2 separate regions of the Mus musculus genome follow, and region 1 is linked to region 2. The links are chromatin contacts, called in public HiChIP or PLAC-seq maps. All regions are on one chromosome and are shown on one strand. Each heading gives the region's core, a stretch centred on a gene start, on an enhancer-like site or on the middle of the called end of the contact. The rest is flanking DNA. Distances are from core to core; before and after follow the strand shown. Region 1 overlaps Gm34184 (predicted gene, 34184). Region 2 has its middle 98 kb from the start of 1500009L16Rik.

Region 1 (6,315 bases), core at 1,626-4,125, 240 kb before region 2:
CCTTCTTGCTTCCAGCCTTGGCAAAGGCACTTATATTTCTGGTTAGGTCTGGTTGGCAGATATACAACCTCAAAGCTATGTGATTCGCCTTCCCTGCTGGCTACCTTTTCTTTCTCTACTGGAAAACTAGCTGGCCTGTTTTGCAGCATGCTCTGCCATTGTCAAAGGACATGAACTCCACACCAAAGGTACAGAAGCCAACTTGTAAAGGCAAAGCCTGGATAGGTTTCCAAGCCTTCCCAGACTGAACATATATACTATGTTTTAAAGTTGTAAATGTTCTCTGAACATGACATCAAGGATATAGGTTTCTAAGCCTGCTTTTATCGTAAGGATAAAAAAAAAACGGCAATAGAAATTTTGTGTTTAGCTAGAAAAAGTCTTGAACATACAGCTTTTCTCCCTACACTCACTTTTCTCCTTCACTCAGCCTGAAAATAGATCCCTACCCTATAGTCTGTCTCTGCCATTGTTCCTGCCTCCTGGTGTCACATGTGCGTGTTTTTGAAAACCACAGCTCAAGAAATGGGTTTTTGTCCACTTGGTGGGCTGGAGGGCAGACAGAAGCTGCTATACTTGAGATTAGCTGCGATTTCTCTAAGGGAAGAGAATAAATAGAATGAGTACTTAGCACAGAGCAGACCTCTTATATTAGCTCACATGATTTGTGCTGGGTAGTCCAATAAGGACCAACTACATGAAGGAGTGGCTGAGAACCTAGCAATGGCTCAGGCCAAATCTGTAGACACTGGAGAAGGTGGCTTCCCAAAGAGAAATTAGGATGCTCTCTTCTGATCCCGAGGTCTCCATAAAGCATTTGTCTACATCTAGAACAAAAGATAAGGAAGCCCAAGGTCCCAAGGGGACCTCATCTCAGGGGCCTGTGCGTCTTTCCTCTGCTTCCTCAGCATCGGTATTAGTTATATGTCTCATCGCTATAACAAAAATACTTGACTAGTTGGGCACGGTGGCGCACGCCTTTAATCCCAGCACTCGGGAGGCAGAGGCAGGCAGATTTCTGAGTTTGACAAGAGTCTTAATGTAGGAAAGAAGGGTTTGTTCTGGGTTACAGTTCCTGGGACACAGTCCATCCTGTCAGGGAGACACAGCAACAAGAACAGGAGGTGGCTGCTTGGTCACATTGTGTCCAGTCAAAAAGCAAAGACTGCTTGCATTCAGCTTCTTTCTCCCACGGTATGGTACCACCCACATTTAGGGTAGTCCCCTTACTTGCATTAACCTAATCTAGAAAACCTCTAGTATACCTAGGCCCAGAGATTTGTTTCCATGGCGACTCTAAATTCTATCAAGTTGATGCCAAGATTAACTACCCAGAATCCTTAATTTGTATGGGGTCATCCATATTCAGAGGCTTTTCCTAACTTCCAAAAGCCCAGCTATTCACAATCCAACATGCACGGTGCTAAGGAAGCCAAAGGATGTCGGGGTAAATTTTTCCAGACAGCTCTCTGGATCTAGATTCCAGCTAGAAGGCGCCTGAAAAGTAATATTATCTAAGCAGAAAAAAATCATCGTTAGGAGGTTTCCCTAGGCTGTTTAATTTCTCTGCTGACAACAACTGTTCAAATCTTATACCAAATCCCTTCTCTCCAGCCAAATGTATCCTTTGGCCCAAATCTGTATGTAGTTTCTCTGATGCAGAATAGCTTCCACAGCCAAGCCAATGAGTCAGTTTTTAAAGTCTTTTAAAATCCAAAGAGATGTGCTTCCAGAAGCCTCCAACAACACTCCAAGGATGTGCGCATGAGTCTAAATACTCAGGTAAGCATACTAGAGGGGATATACATAGAGATACAATCTATGTATTTGTCCTGTCCCCTTTTTAGCTCAGACATACGAGGGAGAAGGAGGGTCCTATAGCGATGGTTCTCCAGTCCCTCCCCAAGGGCATCAACAAAGTTCTCATTCACTTAGGAAAGATAACAAACTTGCATAAACACCATGCTGCGAAGGTAATATGTGGACAGAGAGACAAGCTTCAGGCTCAGTCTTGTTGCTGGTGGTTGCCATCATCATCATCATCATCATTTTGCTTGTGTATGTGTGATATATACATGTGTTCATGGGTGTGTGGACACATGCGTATGGATGTGCATAAGTGCATATGTGTGGAGTTCAGAAATTAATATCACTGTCTCCCTCTATCTTTCCTCACTACTTACTGAAGCAAGGTCTCCTATCTACCAATTCTGCTAGACTATCTAGCAGTTTGTCCCTGAGATTTCTCTGTCCTGACCTCCCCCCAGTATTGGGATATAGGTAGGCTTCCATGCTCACCCAACGTTTATGTAAGAGCTGGGGATTTTAACGCTATTCATTGCATGTGTGTCCCAAAGTGCTTTGCCCACTGCAATGTCAGTTTTATAAATCACTAGCTGAGGGATTTGAGCCACCAGTCATCCAGCCTCCCAGACTCCCGTCCTCTTCTGCTTGTGGCGGTAAGCAGACCTCATTGCACACCTACAGCACAGAGCTAGCTGTAAGCAAACTCAGCTGAGGACAGCTGATGTGACAATGTGTATTGTCTCAGTGACATGTGTGCCCCATTGGGACTGGGGGACCCTGCCATGCTAGAGAGAGTCAGAATAAATCTGAAAACATCCAGCCAGCCTGGCTGGCTGTCACTCTGCTTCTCCCTGCAGTGTCTTGTGCTTGTGCCAGGGAGGTCACATTGAAACCATGAGTCCGACGAACAGAGGCCATGCATAGAGATAACGCCACCAGCCCCAGCCATGAGGCAAGGCTTAGAGGAAGACAAAAGAGTCCCAGTTGTTCATTTCTCGTCAGCTTTGCTCTGAAGGCTCCGTCCCCATCTGTCCCTGCCATGAAGACACTTGTTCACACCCAGCCTGCTTCCTGCCTGGATCCCTGCCACCTAGTGCTGTCTGACTTCCTGCCCCCTTCCTGTCTGCTGACTCTCCAACAGTGCCAAAGAGGCAGGGACAGCTCCTTTCAACTCCGTGCCTAACAGGCTAAATTCTGTAGCCCCAGCCTTTTTGTGGAGGGAGTGGGGGGTCTCCTCCAGAATTGTCTTCCAATTGAAACTTACTTCCCCAGACCTTACAACTTGTTTTCTTTCTTCCTAACATTTCCTGCTGAAAGCCAATGCCCAAAGCCACTGCTTCACCTCCCTGATTTTTTTCCCCTTGTCGTTTAACATAAATCAGTGTGCTCTGGTTCTCAAAACTAAAAGCCACATATAATTAAAACCCCAGCACAGAAAAAAATGATTTTGAGGTTTGGCACCAAGTCCTGGGGGATTAAAACAGAAGGATGCACTCGCCCTGCACACCCCTGCAGGGGATTGCTGCCATTCAGAAATGCACCTCAGGACTGAATGGTCTGATCTCTGCTCAAAAGCCATGCAGAAGTCTTGCCTCACCCTACAACACACACACACACACACGCACACGCACACGCACACGCGCACACGCACACACACACACACACAAATACACATACACACATAAACACACACACACACACACACACACACACACACAGAGCTTTCCCTTTTCTGAACCTGGACCCAAATTCCTTTCTTTCTGACCATCTGGTCTCCTCATTTTAACTTGGCCAAGCACAGCTAGGCAGGTCCCCCTCCCACTGTGAGGGTACAAAGGAAGAAAAGAGGACCCAAAATGGGCCTGACCTAGCCCCAGACTTCAATTCTATGCTACTTAATGTGCAATAAACCATCAAAGTGATGGATTCAGGGATATGTGCCCCCAAGCCACACTTGTTCAAAACTAAAGGCAGAGAAGAAAGAATTGAGAATAAATAGTCCTGAAGCTTTGGGGGAAAGTGACTGAAAATTGTTTCCCACTGTTCCCCGCAGTCATGGCTGGCAGCACTTGCTCTAGTCTTCCTCTAACAGACGGGCACTGATTAGAAGCTCAGCAAACCCAGTCACCTCTTCCCCTGGATGAAGCCCTTTTAGCCTTGATATCTGGTGCCTTCTCTCCCCTGTGTTGGAATAGAGACAGAGTTAGAACTTACTCAGCCTGTCATTGACCTCTAGGAGCATGCACAAGGTCTTTGACAATGTTTGAATGTCCCACAGCTTTAAACAGGAGACAGCAGATGAAGTCCCAAAAGTCATCGAATGCCTGATAGTAAAAGGCAAATGTTAACCAAGAGTATCCCCAGCAGAGTAGGGTATGACAGCAGCCAACAAAAGGGCATCTAGGTAAGGGGTGCAGGGTCCCAAGGGAGGTGACCACGGTTTCTGTAGGATTGTCCCTGCTAAAGTAGTAGTTCACCCGTTAGCTATAATGGGCTGAGGGCTGAGTTTAAGACACCTGGAGGCATAGCCTGAGGAAGGCAAGAGACTCAGAATAATCCAGAAAAGAAGGTGAGAAATTGCTGGTTGGACTGTAAGCTGGGTCATCTACTCTGGAAGTCAGTCTGGTGGTTCCTCAGAAAATTGGACACAGTGTTACCTGAGAACCCAGCTATACCACTCCTAGAATATACCCAAAAGATGATCCAACATATAACAAGGACACATGCTCCACTATGTTCATAGCAGCCTTGTTTAAAATAGCCAGAAGCTGGAAAGAACCCAGATGTCCCTCAGTAGAGGAATGGATACAGAAAATGTGGTACATTTACACAATGGAGTACTATTCAGATATTAAAAACAATGACTTCATGAAATTCTTAGGCAAATGTATGGAACTAGACTCCTGAGTGAGGTAACCCAGTCACAAGAGAACATACATGGCATGCACTCACTGGTACGTGGATATTAGCCCAAAAGCACAGAAACCAAAATACAATTCACAGACCACATGAAGCTTAAGAAGGAAGGCTAAAGTGTGGGTGATTCAGTCTTCCTTAGAAGGGGAAACAACATACTCAAGGGAAGAAATACGCAGACAAAGTGTGAAGCAGAAACTGAAGGAAGGGCTATCCAGAGACTGACCCACTTGGGGATCCATCCCATAGATAGTCACCAAACCCAGACAGATTGTGGATGCTAAGAAATTCATGCTGACAGGAGCCTGATATGGCTGTCTCCTGAGAGGCTCTGCCAGAGCCTGACAGGTACAGAGGCAGATGCTCACAGCCAACCATGTGACTGAGCATGAGTCCCCAATGGAGGAGTTGGAGAAAGGACTGAAGAAGCTGAAGGGGTTTGCAACCTAATAGGAAGAACAGCAATATCAACCAACTACATCCCCCGGAGCTTCCAGGAACTTAAACACCAACCAAAGAATACACATGGAGGGACCCATGGCTCCAGCCGTATATGTAGCAGAGGATGGCCTTGTTGGGTATCAATGGGAAAAGAGGGCCTTAGTTCTGTGAAGACTCAATGCTCCAGTGTAGGGGGATGCCAGGGTAGGGAGGTGGGAGTGGGTGGTTGGGTGGGGATACACCCTCATAGACTCCGAAGGAGGAGGGGGAATGGGATAGGGGATTTCTGGGGGGAAAACAGGGAAAGGGGATAACATTTGAAATGTAAGTAAAGACAATATCCAATAAAGTTTTTTTTTTTTTTTTTTTTTTTTTAAAGAAATGAGGTTAGAGGGTGTCTTAGTCAGGGTTTCTATTCCTGCACAAACATCATGACCAAGAAACAAGTTGGGGAGGAAAGGATTTATTCGGCTTACACTTCCATACTGCTGTTCATCACCAAAGGAAGTCAGGACTGGAACTCAAGCAGGTCAGAAAGCAGGAGCTGATGCAGAGGCCATGGAGGGATGTTCTTTACTGGCTTGCTTCCCCTGGCTTGCTCAGCCTGCTCTCTTGTAGAACTAAGATTACCAGCCCAGAGAAGATCCCACCCACAAGGGGCCTTTCCCCCTTGATCACTAATTGAGAAAATGCCTTACAGCTGGATCTCATGGAGGCATTTCCTCAACTGAAGCTCCTTTCTCTGTGATAACTCCAGCTTTGTCAAGTTGATACAAAATTAGCCAGTACAGAGGGGGAGAAGAAACCAGACCCTCGGTGTCTTGGAGGATGCTCCAATGGCCTTGGCTTTTATTCTGCATGGGAGAAATAACACAGTTTTAAGCAACGTAGATTAGAATTGCCTTATATTTTGAAGGGTTGATCTGGCAGAGAGAGTGTGCTATTCCCTCACATCCATTTCTTTCCTCTTCCTTATAATAGAAACCCCACACTTTCGGCTGGACACATGGCATAAGTCATGAAACTAAGTTTAGCCAACGGTATGTGCTCCAAAAAGTTCACTGCAGCTTTTGATATTTTTCTTCTTTGTTTTTGCCCTTCCTCTTCAACCTGGAATGCAGACATGATGTCTGGATCTTTACCTGTTCTAGT
Region 2 (6,710 bases), core at 3,829-6,328:
ATGCCCACAGTAGTGCCAAACAGGGCCATCAGTAAAAAGCTGCACTAACCACCCTGCATCCTGCGCTTCTCCAGTGTCGTTTCCCTCATCCTCTGCACCGCAAGCCTATGAGAAAAACATATGGACGTCTCGTTTGCCTTTGCGTCCTGCAGCTGTGCTCTCTTCTTCTAGCAACATGAGACAATTTAGGATTATCAAAATTCTCCTATCATAAAAATCCCAGAATGGGTCCTCCGATCCTAACATAGCCAAGCCAATGAACTCCTCCGAGTCCCCTAGCCCTGGTGACTGGTTCAGGAATAGCTGCAAGACCTCATCTCATCGGCTCAGTGGGCCCCAGGGAGACTTTGCTGGGAAAGCTTGAGACAAAGAGAAACAAACTTGGGTTTCTAATGAGAGGGTCCCAGGGGAACACAGCAACTCCAGCCTTCTTACCACCATTAAAATCTGATGGTGGTGAGCAGAGAGGTCAGAATGGAGAAGAAGAGTAGCTGGTGAGATGGCTCAGCTGTCACACCTGTCACACCGGTCAACCTGACCTGATCCCCCTAGGCCACGAGATGAAGGAGAGAACTGACTCCTGCAAGTTGTCAGTTGACCTCCATGGGAGTGACATGATCCCTGCTTGCTCACACAGGCAGATATAAATAAATGGTTGGATGATAGATAGGTAGGTAGATAGATAGATAGATAGATAGATAGATAGATAGATAGATAATAGATTACAGATAGATAATTGATAGATGATAGGTAGATAAATAATAGATAGATGATAATAGATAGGTAATTTTTTCTTTCTTTTTTTTTAGATATTATCTTTATTTACATTTCCTAGTTTCCCCTCCAAAAATCCCCTATCCCCTCCCACTCTCCCTGCTCCCCAACCCACCCACTCCTGCTTCCTGACCCTGGCATTCCCCTATACTGGGGCATAGAACCTTCACGGGACCAAAAGCCTCTTCTCCCATTGATGCCCGACTAGGCTATCCTCTGCTACATATGCAGCTAGAGCCACAAGTCCCATGATGTGTTTTCTTTTTGATTGGTGGTTTAGTCCCAGGGAGCTCTGGGGGTACTGGTTAGTTCATATTGTTGTTCCACCTATAGGGTTGCTAACCCCTTCAGCTCCTTGGGTACTTTCTCTAGCAGCTCCTTTGGGGGCCCTGTGCTCTGTCCAATAGATGACTGTAAGCATCCACTTCTGTATTTGCCAGGCACTGGCAGAGCCTCTCATGAGATTAATAGATAGATAATTGATAGACGATAGATAGATAGATAGATAGATGATAGATAGATAGATCAATGATAGAGTTTAAAAAACAAACTTTTAGAGTGAGAAGGGAAAAAATCAGATCCAAGGAGGACTTTTGAATCCTGAATCCCCATATGTCTACAATGGGATCATCTCTACTCATGTGAGCCAGCAGTCCTGTTTAAGATGAACTTTCTAGTATTTGCGGTTGCCTGGCAAAGAAACAGCCCTCATCCTCCAGTGGAAGAAAACGGACTTCAGGGAAGGAGCAGGCCAGGTGTGGCCTGCCCACAATTAATCCCAGCTGCCTGAGAGGCTGAGCCACGGAGATCACAGCTTTGAAATCTACCTGGGCCATATAAAGAAACACTGTCTCAAACCTTAAAATTAGGGCTAGATTTGTAGCTCAGTGGGAAACCTCTTGCCCAGTGAGCCCAGGGTTCTCTAGAGGAAGAGGGAGAAAGGACACAGGGAGAGGGGAGGGAGGAAAAGAAGGAGTCCAAATTCATCTATTAAGAAATTAAGTGGCTTCTTTATTGTACCTTAGGAAGCTGTCAGTAAAGGCAAACCACCTAACAAGAATGAGACAAATGTAAAACCATTAAGACCCGGCAGAAAGGTGGAGCAAGCAGACAGAGAGACAGAGAGGGTGCCGGGAAGTTCCAGATGATCCCAGTCTGATCTGGAATCCAAACCTCCCTGATGGCCCCAGTTTGCCCCAGTGGCTCAACGAGATTAGAGGTGAACAACTCAGATTATCTCACTACTTAAAATCCCTGCTACCTACACAGCACTACAGAGACCTTACCTCAAGTGTGCTACCTGCCCACTGGTGGCCTGAAACATCTGCAGCACCTATCTGTGTGAATCATGTGTGCTCTGTGTCTAAGGACAATTGATAGTGCCAGACTCTAGAGGGCCAGACTCACAAAACCCTCTTTGTTTTGTCAAAGGGAAACCACCATAAATTATCATAATTATTCACCTTTTCCCAACAGAAACATCCAAGGCCAGTGCATGCCTCTGGGATGAGGGAGAGTTGAAGCATCTCTTCCCTGGGTACTCTCTAACAGTTCTTGAGTTCATTCCCCAGTACTAAAAATATAAAAGAAAGAAGTAAAAGAGGGAGAGAGGGAAGGATGGAAGAAATGTGTAGGGAAAGAGAGAAAAAGAGGGAGGGAGAGGAAGGAAAAAGGTAGGAGGGTGCAGGGAGGGAGGGAAGGAGGAGGAGAGAGAGAAAAGAAAAAGAAAGAAAGAAAGAAAGAAAGAAAGAAAGAAAGAAAGAAAGAAAGAAAGAAAGAAAGAAAGAAAGAAAGGAAGGAAGGAAGGAAGAAAGAAAGAGGGGGAAGGGAAGGGAAGGGAAGGGAAGGGAAGGGAAGGAAGAAGGGGAAGGGAAGGAGGAAGGGGGAAGGGGAAAGGGGAAGGGAGGAGGGAAGGGGAAAGGAAAGGAAAGGAAAGGAAAGGAAAGGAAAGGAAAGGAAAGGAAAGGAAAGGAAAGGAAAGGAAAGGAAAGGAAAGGAAAGGAAAGGAAAGGAAAGAGGGAGGGAGGGCATTCAACTTGGGGTAGGGGCACAAGATGTTGTTATGCAGTCTGGCTGGGCTGCCTTCAAACTTGCTTTGTGGAACAACCAGACTGGCTGAAACTCAAAGCAGTCCACCTGCCTCAGTGCCTGAGTCAATGCTGAGATAGCAGGTTGGGTGTCAGTGCATCTGGTATAAATTCTATTTTTGAAGGTTCTTTTTTTTAAATTTTATACAAATTTTGCATCCTTCTCACAACAATCATATTTCTACATAAAGAAGTCTTTGGATATGTATCGGTTCAAGTACTCATCTCATCTCAACAAAGCCATCATCCACTGATGAAAGTTGTCGTCTGGCTTCTCGCATCCCAGGCATCTTGTGGCCTCTCCCACATTCAGCTCACCAAATCCCGGCCCAGACAATGACACATAACAACGGATTAGTGCTCAGCGACTGCCCAGCACCTGTTCTGAGTGTTCTACAAATATGAATTCAGCCTAGCAGCAACGTGGAGAGGTGAACTGAGAGTGATCTCATCGGTGCTGGGAGAACTGAGTCACCAGAGGTTATGAACTTGCCCAAAGTCACATACACTTAGGAATAGAGTTGGAAACTGTATGCTTCTCTAGTTCCTCCGTCCCCGGCACAGACCCTGAGCTGTCTGCCACTCAGTCAACAGAGTGCTTGTCTAGTTAGTGTGAACCAAGTCCAAGGTTCCACCCCCAGCACCCAATAAACTAAGCATACCTGTGATGCTAGCACTCAGGGAGGTGGAGGCAGGAGGATTAGGAATTCAAGGTCATCCTCGGCTACACTGCAAGTTAGAGGGGCCAACCAGGAACCCCTGAGACTTTGAAGAGGGGAGGGAAGATAAGTAGGCGCAGACTCTGGAGGAACTTGGACAAGTTGCATCTGTCGAAATTCTACATGCTCACCTCTGTAGCTCAGAAACGGTTGGATATCCACGCTAGTGAACCATTTGCCGCCACAGACAGCAAGCTACACAGAGGGCACTTCCACCATGTTTTCTCAACAACAACAACAACAACAAAAAATATCAGAGTCCACCCATCCATCAGCCCTAAAATTCTTTCACGCTGGCACATCTGTGCAGGGCATTGCCAGTTAACCATGACAAAGAAGGTCTGTTTTCATCTGTGGTGTGAGAAATTCTTTAAATCCAGAGAGAAGCAGAAAGGGGCTAAAGAATAAGATTGGGGGTTCCAACGGTTGTGTTGAAAACAGCGTAAAACAAAATAGTATGTGGCAAACTGTAGGGACTTTGTTTAGTGATGGTTAATGATATGCCTACGGGGTCCAGGAGGTAGAGTCCCAATCATACTCAAGAGTAGTGATGGGTGCTTTAAAGGTTCTGGGAAAAGCCAGAGAACCTAGGGAAGTGTCCTTCAGGAAAGCAGGGCAAATCAAAAGGGGCACTAGGACATTTGGCATGAGATGAAGAGTAATGGCCGCCTGTCTCTGGCTGGTCCTGTGCTCTGACCTTTTGAGTAAAAGGTTGTCAGCATCCAACTCTGACATGACCCAAGCGGTTTAAAGTCTTCTATCTAGTGAGGGACTGTACTGGCATCCGGCCCCACATGTCCTGCAAGCCCAAAGCTTTTCCCTTCTCAGTTTCTCTCAGGACACTTGGTCTCTAGTTGCAACCTGTGCTGTGTTCGGGGATTCACCAAGGCATGTCCAAAGCAGCAGCGCGGTAGTCCCGCTCCTAGAGGGAAGCCTTCCTTGTTTTCTCGTGCTCACTGTAAAGTGCGCATGGGTCTTTTGATTGAAATTTTCTGCTCTTTCTCTTGAAATTGCTTAATTGCGCCCACCCACCGGTAAGGTTCTTTATATCGGTGATGCTGCTGATCCTCTCTGTATCACTGTGCGGTACTTTTGAACGCCAGGTTTCCTTACATTTCTGTGAGGATGCTGCCCCCTGCAGCCCACTTTGAGCATAATAGCCATTGTGATGGATTATCTCATCTCGTTCCCACAACCCACGAAGTGAAAAACTGTTAGTATCCTCCTTTTTTGTTTTTTCAGAGGATAAATCTGACTTCCAGCAAAGTTAGGTAACTTGTCTTGGCAGAAACAGGCCACCTCTCTCCAGAATCCCCCGTACCAACACTGTTGTCCTGTGACAGGTATCCTCCATATTTAATCTGCCAGCTAACCGAAATTACTGGGGAAGGGGAAGCGAATTGACTCATTTTTGGCTGTGCGGCCCTCTCTGGGTCCATCCACAGTTCCAACAATAGCCCCGCGGTGTTAATGCAGATGCAGAGATATCCCTGGGAGAGCTTTGTGGGAAGGTGTGGTTGACTGACAACCAGCTGCCACACCCTCAGAATCTCTGCAGCACCTAAACTTAAGCCTTGCCCTCCTGGGGCTACTCAGCCAGCAACTGGGCACAAGCTTTCTAGACCCAAAGGGAGGTTTTGTTTTGTTTTGTTTTGTTTTGTTTTGTTTTGTTTTGTTTTGTTTTGTAGGTTCCAAGATGTATGGATTGCAGTGGCGCCTATCAGCATATCAAAGCACACGCTGACCTCAGGACTCCTTCACTTCATGTGCAAGCAACCTGCCCTCCTCCCTTCCTCCCCTACCTAACTCCCTCCAGCCCCTGGGATTTCCTCCTGCTCTCTCAAAGCTACCTAGCAGCTTCCTGCCTTCCTTCTCTCCCTGGGCAAATGTCAGGTCCACACTGTGATCTGAGGGTATGCCACAAACCAGGCTGTATCTTTGGGCTCACTGGTCAGCCAGTCTAGCCTGTTCCAAGCTAGTGAAGACACTGTGCCTCACAAAGATATTTTTTTCCTTTAAATGCAAACCGCTTGGAGAACAAAACTCAGTGTTGTCCCCTGCATCACACACACACACACACACACACACACACACACACACACACACACACACCCTACCATTGAAATGTAAGTGCCACTGTAGAGAGAAGACTTTTATGAGGTGACTAGGGCCTGGGGACCTGGCCCTCAGGAATACAGTAATACCTCCAGCAGAGAAGTGGATTGGTAATCACAGGAATAGGTTCAGATCAAAAGCTAAGTCATCCCTGTCCCCAAGCTCCTGTCTCTGTCCCTCTCCCCCACATCCTCACGCCATCTGAAACCTCTGCCTTGTCCAAGCACCGTGTGCTTGGCTTTCCCAGAGTTCTGAGCCAAAGAGACCTGCTCTTTATAAATTGTCCAGCCTCTGGTTGTCTGTTATAGCAGCACAAAACAAAGATACTGGATTTGCATCTCTCTAAAAGGACCCCCACGGAGTTTAACAAGGAGAATCTATAATTCTTTCTCTCTCTCATTATTTCGTACTTGTATGTGTGTGAGAGAGTGTGTGTGCATGCACATCTGCCACTGTGCACGAATCAAGATCAGAGGAGAGTTTTCAGGAGTCTGTTCCCCTTTCCTACCTTGGTAAGGCAGGCTCTCTCTTGTTTCTGCCAGGCCAGCCCGTGAGCTTCTGGTTCTCTTGTCTCAGCTCAGGGCAGCTCAACACAACATCCTTTTCCACCAAGATGACTAGGACCAACGACCGGTCACTGGGATGGTGACGAGTCTCTGGCATTGATGCTCCAATATAGGGAGTCTGGGGAAGGCAGTTTCTCACGCCAAGCCCTCATGGAACATTTTTCACACCTCTCTGCAAAGGCCTACACACCCCCCACTGCACACACACATTCAAGTGTAATCCCTGCCCCTTTCCTTGGGCTTTGTGCTTCCTGGAGCAAGCTCTACACTAAGGAGATCCTTGCACACAGGGTGCATAAATAAACTGCAGACAAAAAAAATGAATGATAATGGCTTGAATGACTTCCAGGGACTCATTGAAATTCCATTCCCTGATGCACAATTCCTGTGCCTGTGTATCTAAGAGGAACCCAGCACCACCACACGGACAGTAGAAAGACCCCTTGCAG

Evidence for each region. HiChIP or PLAC-seq counts read pairs in DNA pulled down with a chosen protein or histone mark.
Region 1: an H3K27ac HiChIP or PLAC-seq map of heart atrium shows a contact between it and region 2, with 5 times the contacts expected there. The contact joins two enhancer-like sites. A contact is called at or near these places in 5 of 484 Hi-C or Micro-C datasets (cerebral cortex, embryonic fibroblasts, forebrain and 1 more), 3 of 115 datasets of contacts at active chromatin or transcription factors (the NIH/3T3 cell line, cardiomyocytes and heart atrium) and 1 of 9 other capture datasets (embryonic stem cells).

The regions. Positions count from the first base shown.
Region 1 is chr10:84,057,396-84,063,710 of GRCm38.p6, reverse strand. The region is part of intron 2 of Gm34184 (predicted gene, 34184); the gene reads left to right. Among named protein-coding and RNA genes, the nearest start is that of Gm34113, 24 kb to the left of the region's middle. Within about 2 kb of position 2,875, at least 103 of the 459 cell types and tissues checked have an H3K27ac peak or open chromatin away from gene starts, as enhancers often do. A contact at or near this core is called in forebrain and heart atrium, where this site is marked.
Region 2 is chr10:83,817,834-83,824,543 of GRCm38.p6, reverse strand. No RefSeq gene overlaps it. Among named protein-coding and RNA genes, the nearest start is that of 1500009L16Rik, 98 kb to the right of the region's middle. Within about 2 kb of position 5,078, at least 18 of the 459 cell types and tissues checked have an H3K27ac peak or open chromatin away from gene starts, as enhancers often do. A contact at or near this core is called in forebrain and heart atrium, where this site is marked.